Linked DNA regions of Mus musculus: regions 2, 3 and 4 are each linked to region 1. Evidence: chromatin contacts called from public HiCAR-type and promoter capture Hi-C data. All regions are on one chromosome and are shown on one strand. The core of a region is the stretch at or near the end of the contact, and the rest is flanking DNA. Distances in the headings are between cores, read along the strand shown.

Region 1 (3,142 bases), core at 205-2,704:
CTCCCAGCGCAAGGAAGTAAAGTTAACTCGGGCTGGGAGGCTGGACTGGGAAGAGAGCCTGCAACTACACAAGGCATCCACTGGCATCCCCAACCTGGCCTCTTACCTGAAGTCACTGTAGGGGTGGATAATCCAAAACCCTGCTGACTTAACCCTCTCCTGCTCGCGCTCCACCGCTTTCTGGCTGCCGAACATCCTTAGGGAGAATTTGTTGACCCCAGGTTGCAGCATGGCACCGAACTGGCGCTGCATGAAGCCGCTCTGGCCCAGGCGCACCTCGGCCTCGGGGAGGATCTGGTCGCTGGCGGCCGCGCCTCCCTCCACTTTGATAGCGGTGTCCGCCGAGGGCTGCTCGCAGGAGGCAGAGGCCGGCTGCGGCGGCTGCTGGGGCGGCGGCGAGGCTGCGGGTTGTGCCGCGGTGGCCGGGCGCTCGGGTTCGGTCGCCAGGCCCGGGGGCGTCCTGTCCTCGCCGGGGGACGCATCGCCCTCAGCGGCGATGAGCCGCCGTTCCTCCGCGGAGTCATGCAGGTGCCCGAGACTGCTGCCGCCCCCTGCTCCACCACTGCCGCCGCCCCGGCTGCCCAGCGAGGCCAGACTCCCGCGGAAGCGCCTGCAGTCACCGTTGGTGCTGGACTTGCCGGCGCTGCGGCCCGGCCCCTCGCTCTCTGTCGCCCCGAGGGCCGCACCCCGGGACTCCGAGCAGCCCGCAGCCACCGAGGGAGAGGGCGAGGGCAGCGGCCGCAGCCGGATGCTCCTTCGGCTGGGGTCCTGGCGGCCCCCGGCCCCTTCTTCCTCACCATCCTCTTCCTCGTCCATGATCCACGCCTTGGCCCCCACCTGCTGCGGAAGGCTGTAGAGCCGCTTGCGCATGGACGGCGGCAGCTTGTCCATGGTGCCAGGGATTGGGCCGGGGGCAGCGGTGCGGGTGCGGCACGGGGGACCCGCTCCAGGTGCGCCTGCCAGTGAGGACGCGTCCTTCGCTGCCTCACGAGCCCATGATCGCGCGGGCTGCGCGCCGAGGGGAGGCTCCTAGTCCGGCTGCAGGTCCCCGGGTTCGCCGCGCTGCACCTCCTCCCGGGCCCGGCTTGGGCGCGGGGACCCCACGCTCCCTCCCTCTTTTCCCTCCCTCCTGCGATCAGGGGCGCGGCGCGCGGCCCGGCTCCAGGCGCCCCGCCCCCGCGGGGAACAATGGGCGCGGGCAGCGGCGGCGCTGCGGCCACCGCGCTCCGGGAACCGCTCCCGAGCGCAGAGCGCACTGCCCGCGCGGTTCCCGGGAGTGCGTCCGGCGGGTGTCTGGGGCTGTCAGCGCGTGTGACCGCCCGGGCTTTGCAGCTGGTCACCCGGGTTCTCGCTTTGCCTCCTCTAGCTGAGCCCAGCCGGCCGAGTCCTGGGGACTCCCGCCGCAGCGGAGCGGAGCCCAGCGGCCCGCCGGGCTTACATCAGCCTCCGCCTCTCCCGGAGCGCCCTCCGGCAGCGCTCGGGCTCCCGCGCCCCGGAATATTCATGAAGCCGCCGCAGCTCGCGGGTTGCCATAGGAGCGGCTTCTGCAGCCCGGCCTGCCTACCTGGGCTTCTTAAAGGGGCAGCGGCGTCCCAGCCCAGACATAGAGGGGGGCGGAGGGGGCCGGGCCCCGCGAGGGGCGCAGGGCGGAACCTCGCCAGACCTTAGGGACTGAGGTAGGAGGTGTCCTTACTCCTGTGCGCGTAATGATTCCTGCTGGCCACGGACTGAGAGCTCCCGCTGGGGCTCAAGATTTGGGGGCGGGGTTTCCCAGTCTCTCCCGCGAGCTTCGGGCTTTCCTTGCCTAGCCCGCTGTCTCCACGCTAGGGTCTCCGACCCTCCTCCGGGGAGGCGTGCCGGTCGTAAGGCTGCGGAGCGGCTGCTTTCCCGCAACTCGCCTGGAGAGGGGGTTTCCGGAAAACGCTTCGAGTCCGGGCGGCTCCCAGGGTTTTCCTGAGCCAGGGGCGGGGGGCGAATCCCGCGTGGGTCTTCCCCGGCGCGGCGAGGAGGGCTTGCGGGAAACTCTCCAGGCGCTCACTGGGCGCGCGGGTGGACCCACTTCTGCGAGGTAAGACTTCGAAGAAATGCGCCGACAGTAGCAGTCACAGATGCGGGATCCCAGCGCCGGACTTCCCACCACCCACTCCCCAGCGCCTTTCCCGGAGCAATTCGATGTGGGGTTCCCAAGACCAACGGGCTGCTTCCAGAAGGCTATGGGCAGGCTCCTCTGGCGACCTGACACTCTGGGGAAGGCTTTGACTCCCTCGCCTTGTGCTTCCATTCAGTCGAGACATCTGTGTGCACCAGCGTTAGAGGCTTCCATCTCCACCCAGACACACTCTTTAACCGCCCCAGCCCCCATTTGATCCCTCTCTTAATGCACCTGGGCGTCTTCTCGCTCCCTGTATTACATTCTCGATTTAAGGGCAAATCCCAAGCCTAAGGTATAGCTTAGGTATCCACACTTTAGTACAGCCCAACACCCAACATTAGCTCACAAAAAGGTGAAGGGGCGGTTCAGAGGGAGAACTGGCCAGAGAAGGTTGGAGTCTGTGTCAGTAGAGAAACAGACCCGTGGGCAGGAAGGCAAAGGGGTCCTCTACTCTGAGGAATAGCATGAAGTTTACATTTGAAATCTTAGCCCGCTTGTGTCCACACACACATCCCGAGTAGGGATTTGGAAGGCAGCAGGGTTTGGGTGGTGGGCCTTTTCTGCTCTATCCACTGGACCACAGAACTTCGCATGGGGGGTGGGGATGTCTAGGGTGATGACATCACCCGGAGCTGGCATTTCTACTTTTGAGCAGTTCTGAGCTGACAGTTCCCTGCACAGATGCTGGGAGGCACGATCTCTCAGTGTCCTTGGGTCTCCTTGAGGAGTGCTCTTAACTGCCTGAGAGCCCTGTCTGCCTGGTGGTGGATGAAGACCTCCCTTGCTACAATTTCTCTGATCACCAGAAACCACCCTGCAGTGACCCAGCTGCAGGAAGGCACTACACACAAGGCATCTTTTCCTGACTAACCCAAATATTGGTCATGTCTCCACTTCTGGTTCTTATTGAGTGAGTCCCCATTAATCTGAACATCAATGACACCAGGCAGCCCTTGTGCCTCTGGATTAAGTTCCTTGTGTGTGTGGGGG
Region 2 (3,142 bases), core at 163-2,662, 760 kb before region 1:
CTCCTCAAATAATCATGATATGATTCTGGCTCTGTTATTCCAGCTCAGCCTGGACAGACTTTTCTGCGTGTAAACAAGTCTCCTCCCTTCTCTACAGGAAGAAAGGGGTGTGGCTGGAGAGGACCATGGTGCCTCTGTCTTCCTAGGAAGGGCAATGAGAAGAGCCCCCCATCCCCATCTTCCTCACTTAGATTGATCCACCCTGAGAGTGCGCTGGTCTGGGACCAGCTGGCAAAGAAAGGAAAACAGGAAGCCATCAAGAGGATTGAGAGGAAGCAGAGATGCACAGGAGTGGGGATTAGAGGGGGTGGGGGAGTGTATTCACACAGGGGAAAACCAAAGAGGAAGGGTACACAGGCAGGTGTATGTTCCCAGCTGAGGTTAGGATTCTGGATTCAAATCAGAAGAGGTAAAGAGCATTGGGTTCTGGAAAAATGTATGGAATATTGGGTTATTGTCAAATGTGAGAAGGCATTTATCTCTGAGAGCCTCCTGGGGGTGGGGTGAATTGGACTGTATATATTAGGTCTGAATTCTAAAGAGGAGAATTTGGGTATGGGGTATTTAAGGCTGTCAGACCCAAAAGTCAAATGGAGGCCCTAGGGGTTGGTTTGTTGTTGGAGGCCAGGAGGAGTGCAAATCCAAGATGTGTGTGCGGTGAGGCCTGAATAGGGTGGCACCAGAGAGAGAAAGTGCTCAGGAAAACCATGGGTCCAGGGGTCAGGAGATCGGGGGCTCCAGAGCTGGAAGGTAGAATAAGTTTCCAAATTCCAGGGTTTGGGGTGTCTGGTGGAAGGGATGGTGGAGAGATTAAGCAGGGAGGTGGGGATGACTGGGATGTGAGAAGTGACAAGGGATTTGGAGGTTAGAGTGAAGAACGTGTTAGGGAACCAGAGTGAAGTCAGAAGGATGCCACAGAGACAATTCTGGCTCTGGGGCTCTGTGGCCTGGGGAGGGAACAGAACTGAGGTGGGGCAGGTCCTGAACTGGAGTCGGGAAAGGTTCTAGTAGGGCTGGGGTTGGGCCTGCGTTTGGGGCCGGAGTTGGGTTGGGCTGCGCTCTAATTGGATTGGGGCTGGGCTGGGCTGGGCTGGGCTGACCCCGCGCACCTTTGTGGAGGCCGGTGAGCCGGTCCTTCAGCACCGTCAGCTCGTAGATGCGGCCGAACTCCTCGAACAGCGGCTTGAGGTCCTGCTCGTCCAAGCCCCGCGGGATCTGCCCCACGAAGAGCTTGATGGCGTCGTGGTCCTTCATGGGCACCGCGGGACCTGGGTTCAGCCCGCTCATGCCGCCGCCGCTGTCCGCGGTGCTGAAAGCCAAGCGCGGGCTGGGGCCGGCGGGCGGCGCAGACCCTCCAGGCGCCGCGGCCATGTCCCCGCCCCGTCCGCCCTCCCGAGCGTCCCGCCTGTCCCGCCGTCCCTTCCCTGGACTGCTGGCGAGGGCCTGGGGGAGGGGGCGGGGCCCGCCTACGAGGACGGGGGGCTGCCCAGGGGGCGGGGCCCAGCCGAGAGCGAGGGGCGGGGCGGACTGAAAATGGGCGTGGTCGAGGGCGGGGCGCCTGAGTCCGGCTGGAGTCCCCCTCAGAGCTCTCCCTGGCGCGCCAAGCCCAGCCCCGAGCCCCAGCCCCCGAGCTTAGTGACGTCAGACAGCTAGCAGGGAGCGTCTACGCAAGTGATTTGCATAATGAGATAGCGGTGGCCAATCAGAGAAGGAGTTGGCTGAGCTGGAGCGCGGGGCGAGAAGGGCGGCTGGGCTCACGCGCTCCAGCTCTCCATGGCAACCGGACCCTCAGCTGCCCTGTGTGTGGAGGGTGTGCGGGCGTGGCAGTGGATGGGAAGTAGCTTCGTCATGCGTGGCGCTGTCTGCTGGAGTCGGAGATGATCTCTCCCTACACACCTCCAACAGCCGGACCGTTTTCTGTGGGTCAGATAGGGTTTCCACCTCTCTATCCCTACTACCGAAGCCAGTCTTGCGGAGCGCATCCTTCTAGGCTCCATCGCACACCTCTCCTATATCTTCAACCTCTCTTTGCTCCTGAGACTCAAACACACTCTCGTCTCTTGTATTCTAAAATAAGCCCCAAGCACTGATTTCTTCCTCAGGAGAGCGAAAGAACTTATATTATCATATTTACTCAGAGCTTCTGCCTGGTTCCTCCCTATTCTGTGACTCAGGAGTGTTATCTTCTTTTCCTGAAAAGGATGCTGTGGGTCAAAGAAGTTAGGGCGTAAGGCAAAAGAAGAAACGGAAATTGATACATCGCGTGTGTTAATATCTTAAAAGCTATCGGACAAATCACAGCGCTTGAGTGTTTACCTCCCCATTCCCTCTTTCACAAGCGCACATTCATAAAGATGAAGGATTGGCGACATGGCTAAGCATATAAAGGCTCTTAATAAACAAGCTCGATGACCTGAGTTGGATACCCAGAACCTGCGTGGAAAAGCCAGGAGCAGAGCTTCGCATCTGTAATCCTAGTACTTCCGTGGCAACAAGAGGAAAAAAAAAAACAGGAGAGTCACAAGGGCCAGCTAGCAGAGGGACAGAAACAAGAGGGAGCCTCAACAATTTGGAATGAAAAAGCCACTCCTGATCTCAACAAGCTTGCCATGACTCATGTTTCTGCCCCTACTCATACAAATACACACATGCATACACATCACACACACACATCACATATGCATCACACACACCCCACACACAAATCACACCATACACACATACACACATCACAGAAACAAATTTATATTTTTTATTATTTTGTGTTTAAGTTTTGCCTGCATGCATGAATATATATGTATGTGCAGCACATGTATGCCTAGTGCCACTGGGGCCAGAAGACAGTGTCAGAGCCCCTAGAACTGGAGTTATGGAATTTAGGGGTTTTGTAAGCCTCCCTGTGGGTGCTGGGAATCAAACCCACGTCTTTTGCTGCTCTTAACTGCTGGGCTGGCCACTAACTAATTATGAGTTGAATAGGACCTTGAACTGCTGCTCTTTCTGCTTCCACTTCCGAGTTCTGAGGTCATGGGTGTGCACTCTCATGGTCATTTATGCATACCATCTTTAGTAGTTCGTTTGGGGGTACATCTACTTTTCAAATTGTGTTCTTACTGGTGGAGCAGCTTTTATTCTTTTCTTT
Region 3 (3,142 bases), core at 214-2,713, 690 kb after region 1:
TCCCATGCCTGTAAAGCCCCAGGGACAAACCCTACACCGAGCACCACAGAGGTCTGTGACACCCCCCTCCCCCCACACACACAGTGCTCCCCATCCTGGCTGGCTATGGACCACATGGCCTCAAGCCCTTCTTAATAATAGTTCAAGAACTGTTGTCCCCAGGTTTTATAGAAAGTCTGAGGCCCAGAGAGGCTGTGAGTCGCTGAGAGGTCACACAGCAGATAAATGGCAAAGCCAATCTTAGACACTCGCCCAGGGTCTCGCTGCCTCCATCTTGGCAACCTCTCTACCATAAACCGGCTCTGACGGCTGCCTGAGCCAATTGCCACACTTACCCCTCTGGCTGCACCTCCTCAGCTCCTAGAGGTTCCTCGATGTACCAGCTGCTGTAGTCATCTGTCACCCCGGAGGAGGTCTGGCTTCCATTCTCAGATGCCTGGGACTCCATGCTCCAGCTCTTCTTCCTTGACCCCAGACAAGAGGGGGGAGGGGCATACAAATGTGAAAAGAGGCTTAAAAGGAAAAAAAAAAAAAAGAAGAAGAAGAAACAAAGGAACATTTCTTGTTAATCCTAAAGGTTACTTTCTTGCTTTTAGCTCTCTGGGAAAAGTCGTCTGGGACTGCAGGTCAGGAGAGAGCTGGAGGAGGGATTGGGGGGGGGGATTGCGTGGGGGCAGACAGGAGTCTTCTCTTGAACTTCCCTACCCAATCGTGTGGTCTGACAGAGTGTTCTGCACCCCTGGGGGTTCAGGCTCTTGCTGGGAGCGCCTAGTGGACCAAATGACCTGTTACCAGCTGGTCCACTTTCAAAGATCTCTCTTGTGCAAACTGCCCGCAGAGACCCCTTCCTTCCCCGCCCCAAGCCCACCCAGATGGACCCACAGACAGAGTAGAAAGGGGGACCAAGGAGGAAGGAGCCGCAGAGATGAAAGGGTGGGCGGGCGGGCTGTGGCTGGCTCCACTTGGTCTGTCCTGCAGCTGGTCTCTCCACCCCTCCTGCTCTGGGGTCCAGCCCAAGCCCTCCCCTCTTCACCAAGGCTCCCTTGAGACCATCCCCCAGTCTCATTTGCCTTTAGTCAGCCCCTTTACCTCTTCAGCCTCACTGCTGGGAACACACCATAATTCTTGATGAGACCCCGAAGATGGATGGCTGCTGACCGTGCACATGCCTACCTCCTAGCACCTGCCCCAAGCTCTCCTGCCTAAGCATAGCCCCTCTTCAGAACCCAGCATCGTGGCATCTTAGGGCAACACCCTACTGGGGCTGGCTACAGAGACAGGGAGGGAACCTATCCACATGGTCTCCTGAGTATATATGAGGGAGAGCACACGTGTTACACTAGTAAAACCTTTTTGTTCTTACGACTTGATTTCACAAGAAGATAACTCACCCCCACAGGCGGAAATGAGTCCTTCAAACTCAAACCAGACCTGGGAGAAGATGAACTTCGCCTGCCTGCCGCTGTTCTTGTTCCAGCCCCGGTGAAGGGGTGAGGGTTTTCCTATCCTCCCAGAGGAGCTGGACCCCTGGCTGCCCCCTCCCTTCCCTGGCCCAGCCTGTGGGGAGGAGCAAGAGGCAGACAAAGCAGAGAGCTGTTCTCAGCTCAGACCTGACATTCTGAGGCTCTCAATCCTTCAGTACTCCGCAGGGGATTTGGGCCACGGTCTTGTACAGATAAGCTTTAAAAGCATTTTTATTGCATTTATTTATTTTGTGGGTGGGTAGTTGGGGAGGGGGGATCAACACATGCCATGGCAGAAGACAGCTTATAGCAATTGACCCCCTCTCTCCATCATGTGGGTTCTGGGGAGGACAGAATACTGGTCACTGGTCCCCGGTGGCAAACACCTTTACCCACAGAGCCATCTGACAGCCCCCTCTTCCTTATAAAAACACACTCATTCATTTATTCTTTCAACAGAAGCTTACTGACCACCTACTATGTTCTAGGACTGCTCTGGATGCTGAGACTAGAGAAAGCACAGTTCAGAGGTCTAGCCTACCAACATATATAGCCTCCAGAGCCTGGGATTTGCAGGGGGAAGATTGTCCTGACCAGTCCCATTGGGAACTGTGTTTGCAAAAGAGCAGTGGGAGGAAGGAGAATTCCTGAGGAAAGTCACCTTTGGGTGGAGCTCCAAAGGACACCAGCTGGTCCCCAGGCCCAGATAGCAGAGAGGAGCTTGCTTGTTCACTGTAGAAGGAAGCTCCGGGGTGAACGTTCAGAGTGGACAGAACCTCAGTCTCACAGGCCCCTGCAGCTGGCAGCCAGGCCCATGAGGCCAGGTGGGGCCTGAGTCCTGTGAACCCTTGCTGCCTCCTTCCCAAACATCCTATCTTCCAGGAAGAAGGCTCTGCCTTTCTCCCCATCCCACAGAGGAATTGTGAAGATGGAGCTTTCTCGGATACAACTCAGAAACCTACGCTGAACTGTCTGATATCAGGGGTCAGGCAAATCCTGCCCCTCAGGCTCTCTGGGGACAGGGATCTACCTTCCCTGCTCTCTTTCTTTCCCTTAGGACAGTGCCTGGCTCCGAGATCACAGAGATTTTAGATCCAGTCTGGCAAAACCACTTCTTGTTTTAGTGCTTCTTCTTCACTCATGGTCCTATGTCATAAGGCTGCTACGTGCCAGGCTTGCTGGAGCTCTCTGCTCCAATGCCAGAGCCTAGCATACCCTTCACCTCTCAAGGGTCACAGACACTCAGCATAGAGAGCAATCAATCCATATCTCAGCCCTGCCTCTCATGATACTGTTAACAAAGAGCTCAGTCCTAGACTATGGCCATTGCCTGAACAAGACAATCGTTAGATACCTCTACCTGTCAACTTTGTTCTGCCTTAGAGGGATTCCCTGCCACCTCCCAAGCCTTGTTCATTCATTCATTCATTCCAAATATCTTATGTGATAGTTGTGTCTTACCTACTGATGTCACCTACTGATGTCCTTGAGATTTAACATGTAGGGAGGTAGAAAGAGACAGTTCACCACGAACCATCAGAGCTGAAGAGAAAATACAGTGAGGGGAGGAAAGGAGAGATGGGCAATGCAGAGCCAGCTATATGCAGCCTAATCCTGAAGGGAGGGAGGAAGGGACCCTATCAGGCTACCAGAAGGAACCTCTGTCCACTCAAAGGTGA
Region 4 (3,142 bases), core at 416-2,915, 660 kb before region 1:
TATCTTCTGATCTACACTTGCCTTGCACTCAACCCAGTTTAAATATGTGTGTGTAAAGAAATAAATCGATCATTTGAAAACAAAATAGACATAGACATTATATAAGTATGTATCTATATATTTTCCACTTTTTCAAAGGCAATTTCTAAACAGAATCTATATCTTAAGTACTGTATCTATTAAGGGTTCAGCTTTAATAGATTTTCAGACTGGCCAATCCTTCAAGTTACTGGAAGAGGGAGGTCTCTTAAGCCTCTACTTCCTTCAAAACACTTTCCTGGCTCTGGTGTCCTATTTTCAAGGTATTAAGTCTAAAGCAAACAAAACAAGATAAACCCAGTCTTGGAAAGGCATTAAGTGCTTTGTCATGACCTCTAACTAATTTGCCCAATACTTCCCATTTACTGATTGAGTTTTAAACTTCAGCCTTGTAACTATTGTGAACCTTCTGTTTTGACCCAAGGCCATCTTCCTCTCCTCCTCTGTTGAAATAGCCATCCATCAACCCAGCTCACTTCTGCACTATTTCCAGATAAGCAGTCTCTCTTGGTCTTTGTAGATGTGGTTTGCCTGCACTGTTTCCTGGAATTATCACTGTAATTTACATAAAATGTAAGATTTATTATGTATCAGAAAACCTCTCTGCTCCATTGCTGGGGACTGAAATTGGGGCCTTTGTGCATGCTGGACAGGTGTATGCCACCACAAGGTATATACACTTTTATTTTTAGAGTCTCGGGTGCCTCCGCTATAATCTGGGTACTAGGACTCTGTGGTAATGAGCACTAATCTATGGAAGGCCCTTAGTGATTGAGGAATTGATGGCCTTAATTGAGGAACAGGACTGTCACATTGTTCCGGACCCTCAAGAAGTGCTTGTCAAGATGAGTTCAGGAACTGAGTCTTTACTATGACGTCACATCAGGGGGACCCAAGAACCGCTGTAGAGCCACGAGTGGACAGCAACACTCCAACTACCTGTCACCCAACTTGGAGGTTCCGCGTACTACTACCTTCCAGGCAGTAACTCGGGCAACCGGAATTTTAGCAGCACAGCTACCGGCTTCCCGGAACTAGCCAGGGCGTGTCAGATGTGCCTGTGAGGCCCGGAAGCGAGAAAGGTCCTCGGAGAAAACCTCCGCTTGGGCGCTCCCCAGACTCCTCCCCACGACCGGAAGGCCCCAGCCTCCTCACGTCAAGGAGCCACAGCTTCCCAGTGTCTCCGGGCCACCGCCGCGCCGCCGCGCTCCCGTCCTGCTCAGGCTCGGCCGTGGGGTCTCCCCAAATACTACGCAGGGGCCAAGGGGCGTGGCGCGGTGACGTGCAGCGGACCGACGCGATGACGTAGCGCGGCGCGGTGACGCACGCCCCTTTGTTGGCTCAGTAGCGGTAGCAGCGGCCGCGGAGGTGGCGCAGGGGACTGTTTTCCGTCCGAGCCCGGAGCGGAGCGGCGTCTGACTGAGGCCGGCAGCAAGCGGCCCCCGCGCTCCCTCCCGCCCTGCTCCGCGCCCTCCCCGCCGCCGCCACCGCCCGCCTCCAACCGCCGCACGCGGGGAGCAGCCGCGGCCCACGGGGCCGGAACCAGGCCTGCGTCCGGACGGCAGCCGGAGCCGGAGCGAGAGCCGGGGCCTCGGCGTCCCCGCCCTCTCCGCGCCGCGGCCAGCGTCTGCCGGGCCCGCGCGCGTCGCGCCATGGACTCGGACGAGGGCTACAACTACGAGTTCGACGAGGACGAGGAGTGCAGCGAGGAGGACAGCGGCGCCGAGGAGGAGGAGGACGACGACGAGGACGAGCCGGACGATGATAACCTGGATCTGGGCGAGGTGGAGCTGGTGGAGCCCGGGCTGGGCGTCGGCGGGGAGCGAGACGGACTGCTGTGCGGGGAGACTGGCGGTGGCGGCGGCAGCGCTCTGGGTCCGGGAGGCGGCGGCGGCGGTGGCGGTGGCGGCGGCGGCCCGGGACACGAGCAGGAGGAGGATTACCGCTACGAGGTGCTCACGGCCGAACAGATCCTGCAGCACATGGTGGAATGTATCCGGGAGGTCAACGAGGTCATCCAGGTGAGGGGCCCCGCCACGCCATCTGGCCCCGGAGCCGGCTTAGGGAGCGGACCCAAGGCGGCCTGTGCGGCGCCGAAGAGCAGGCCAGGGCCTGGCTCGTCACGGGCCTGTGTGCCCTGCCGGCCGGTCGGGAGGTGCGCTTGGGCGGTGCTTCCCGGAGTCCTGGCATGGCGGAGGCCTGGGGCTGCCTGAGCGGCTATGGCCGGCAGTTCCTGCATGACTACGGCCGGAGGATGGGATACCGGGGCGGGCTAGAGGCGGGTGAGGTGGTGAGTGTGAAAGAGGTGTCAGAAAGAACCCGGCCCTTTTCTCAAGGTTTATCCCTAGCCCTTGAGTCTTTTGAGCAGTTTCAGATGGGATTAGGGCAGGCCCTTCAGAGCAGCTTTAGTGTATGATTGCTCCAAGTGGGCACCGGCTAATAAAGAAATGGATCTCCTTGGCAGTCCTAAGTGGCTACTTAAAGGTGGGGGAAGGGAACTATTTCTCGGAAGAGGTGCTGATGGACCTTATTTTCTGATGGTGAGGCTTATGCCTACATTTTTGGGGGAGTGGGAGGAGTATGTTTTCTTTGGGACCTAACTGCTACTTCTTCCATTGGTAGCAAGTAACTTGATGGAAGCTGTTGGAATAGTTATTGCAGATCCCCTACCCACCCTTGCAGCTTCGGCAACAATAAAACACAGTGTTGTCTAATTGGACAAAACTCTATTGTGAATTAGAAAGTAGAGGCATTCCGGCTTCTGGACTCTATTCTCTGAAGGTTTCTGTTTCGTGCATAGAAGTTAAACTTGCTTCAGACCAGAAACTGCATCCTATTTAACGCTATATACATCCCGATTTTGTATTTTTGAGCTTTAGGAAATAAATTTACATTTGTTTGGGGGAAAAGTTGTTACAAATGGGATATGATTGGAAAGTAAAGATAACATAGGACCCGGTGGTGAAAGTCTGAAATTTCAGTTACTTAGAAGGTCGAGGCAGATGGATGGTGGCAAGTTCAAGGCCTACCTGGACTACAGAGTGAGCTCAAAGCTGTCCCGGGCAACTTGGTGAGATTCTCTCAAGATAGAGTAAAAAGAGGG

What was found. Promoter capture Hi-C pulls out the DNA fragments that hold promoters and counts their contacts. HiCAR-type assays count read pairs that join an accessible place to other places.
Region 2: a contact with region 1 is called in a promoter capture Hi-C map of frontonasal cranial neural crest, with 2.6 times the contacts expected there. The contact joins the promoter of Celf6 here to the promoter of Hcn4 in region 1. A contact is called at or near these places in 2 of 39 promoter capture datasets (cranial neural crest and frontonasal cranial neural crest), 1 of 115 datasets of contacts at active chromatin or transcription factors (astrocytes) and 3 of 9 other capture datasets (embryonic stem cells, embryonic tail and embryonic trunk).
Region 3: a promoter capture Hi-C map of embryonic stem cells shows a contact between it and region 1, with 2.6 times the contacts expected there. The contact joins the promoter of Stra6 here to the promoter of Hcn4 in region 1. A contact is called at or near these places in 1 of 39 promoter capture datasets (embryonic stem cells) and 1 of 9 other capture datasets (liver).
Region 4: a contact with region 1 is called in a HiCAR-type map of astrocytes, with 2.7 times the contacts expected there. The contact joins the promoter of Arih1 here to the promoter of Hcn4 in region 1. A contact is called at or near these places in 2 of 39 promoter capture datasets (liver and stem cell-derived epiblast-like cells) and 1 of 115 datasets of contacts at active chromatin or transcription factors (astrocytes).

The regions. Positions count from the first base shown.
Region 1 is chr9:58,821,261-58,824,402 of GRCm38.p6, reverse strand. Hcn4 (hyperpolarization-activated, cyclic nucleotide-gated K+ 4) reads right to left here and starts at 1,454. Exons shown (of 8, transcript NM_001081192.3): 1 at 107-1,454. The coding sequence starts at 891. It also overlaps a transcript of Rec114 not described here.
Region 2 is chr9:59,576,607-59,579,748 of GRCm38.p6, reverse strand. It overlaps Celf6 (CUGBP, Elav-like family member 6), which reads right to left and starts at 1,412. Exons shown (of 12, transcript NM_175235.3): 1 at 1,110-1,412. The coding sequence starts at 1,371.
Region 3 is chr9:58,132,396-58,135,537 of GRCm38.p6, reverse strand. Stra6 (stimulated by retinoic acid gene 6) reads right to left here and starts at 1,463. Exons shown (of 19, transcript NM_001162476.1): 1 at 1,090-1,463; 2 at 336-464. The coding sequence starts at 448.
Region 4 is chr9:59,484,897-59,488,038 of GRCm38.p6, reverse strand. It overlaps Arih1 (ariadne RBR E3 ubiquitin protein ligase 1), which reads left to right and starts at 1,665. Exons shown (of 14, transcript NM_019927.2): 1 at 1,665-2,060. The coding sequence starts at 1,692.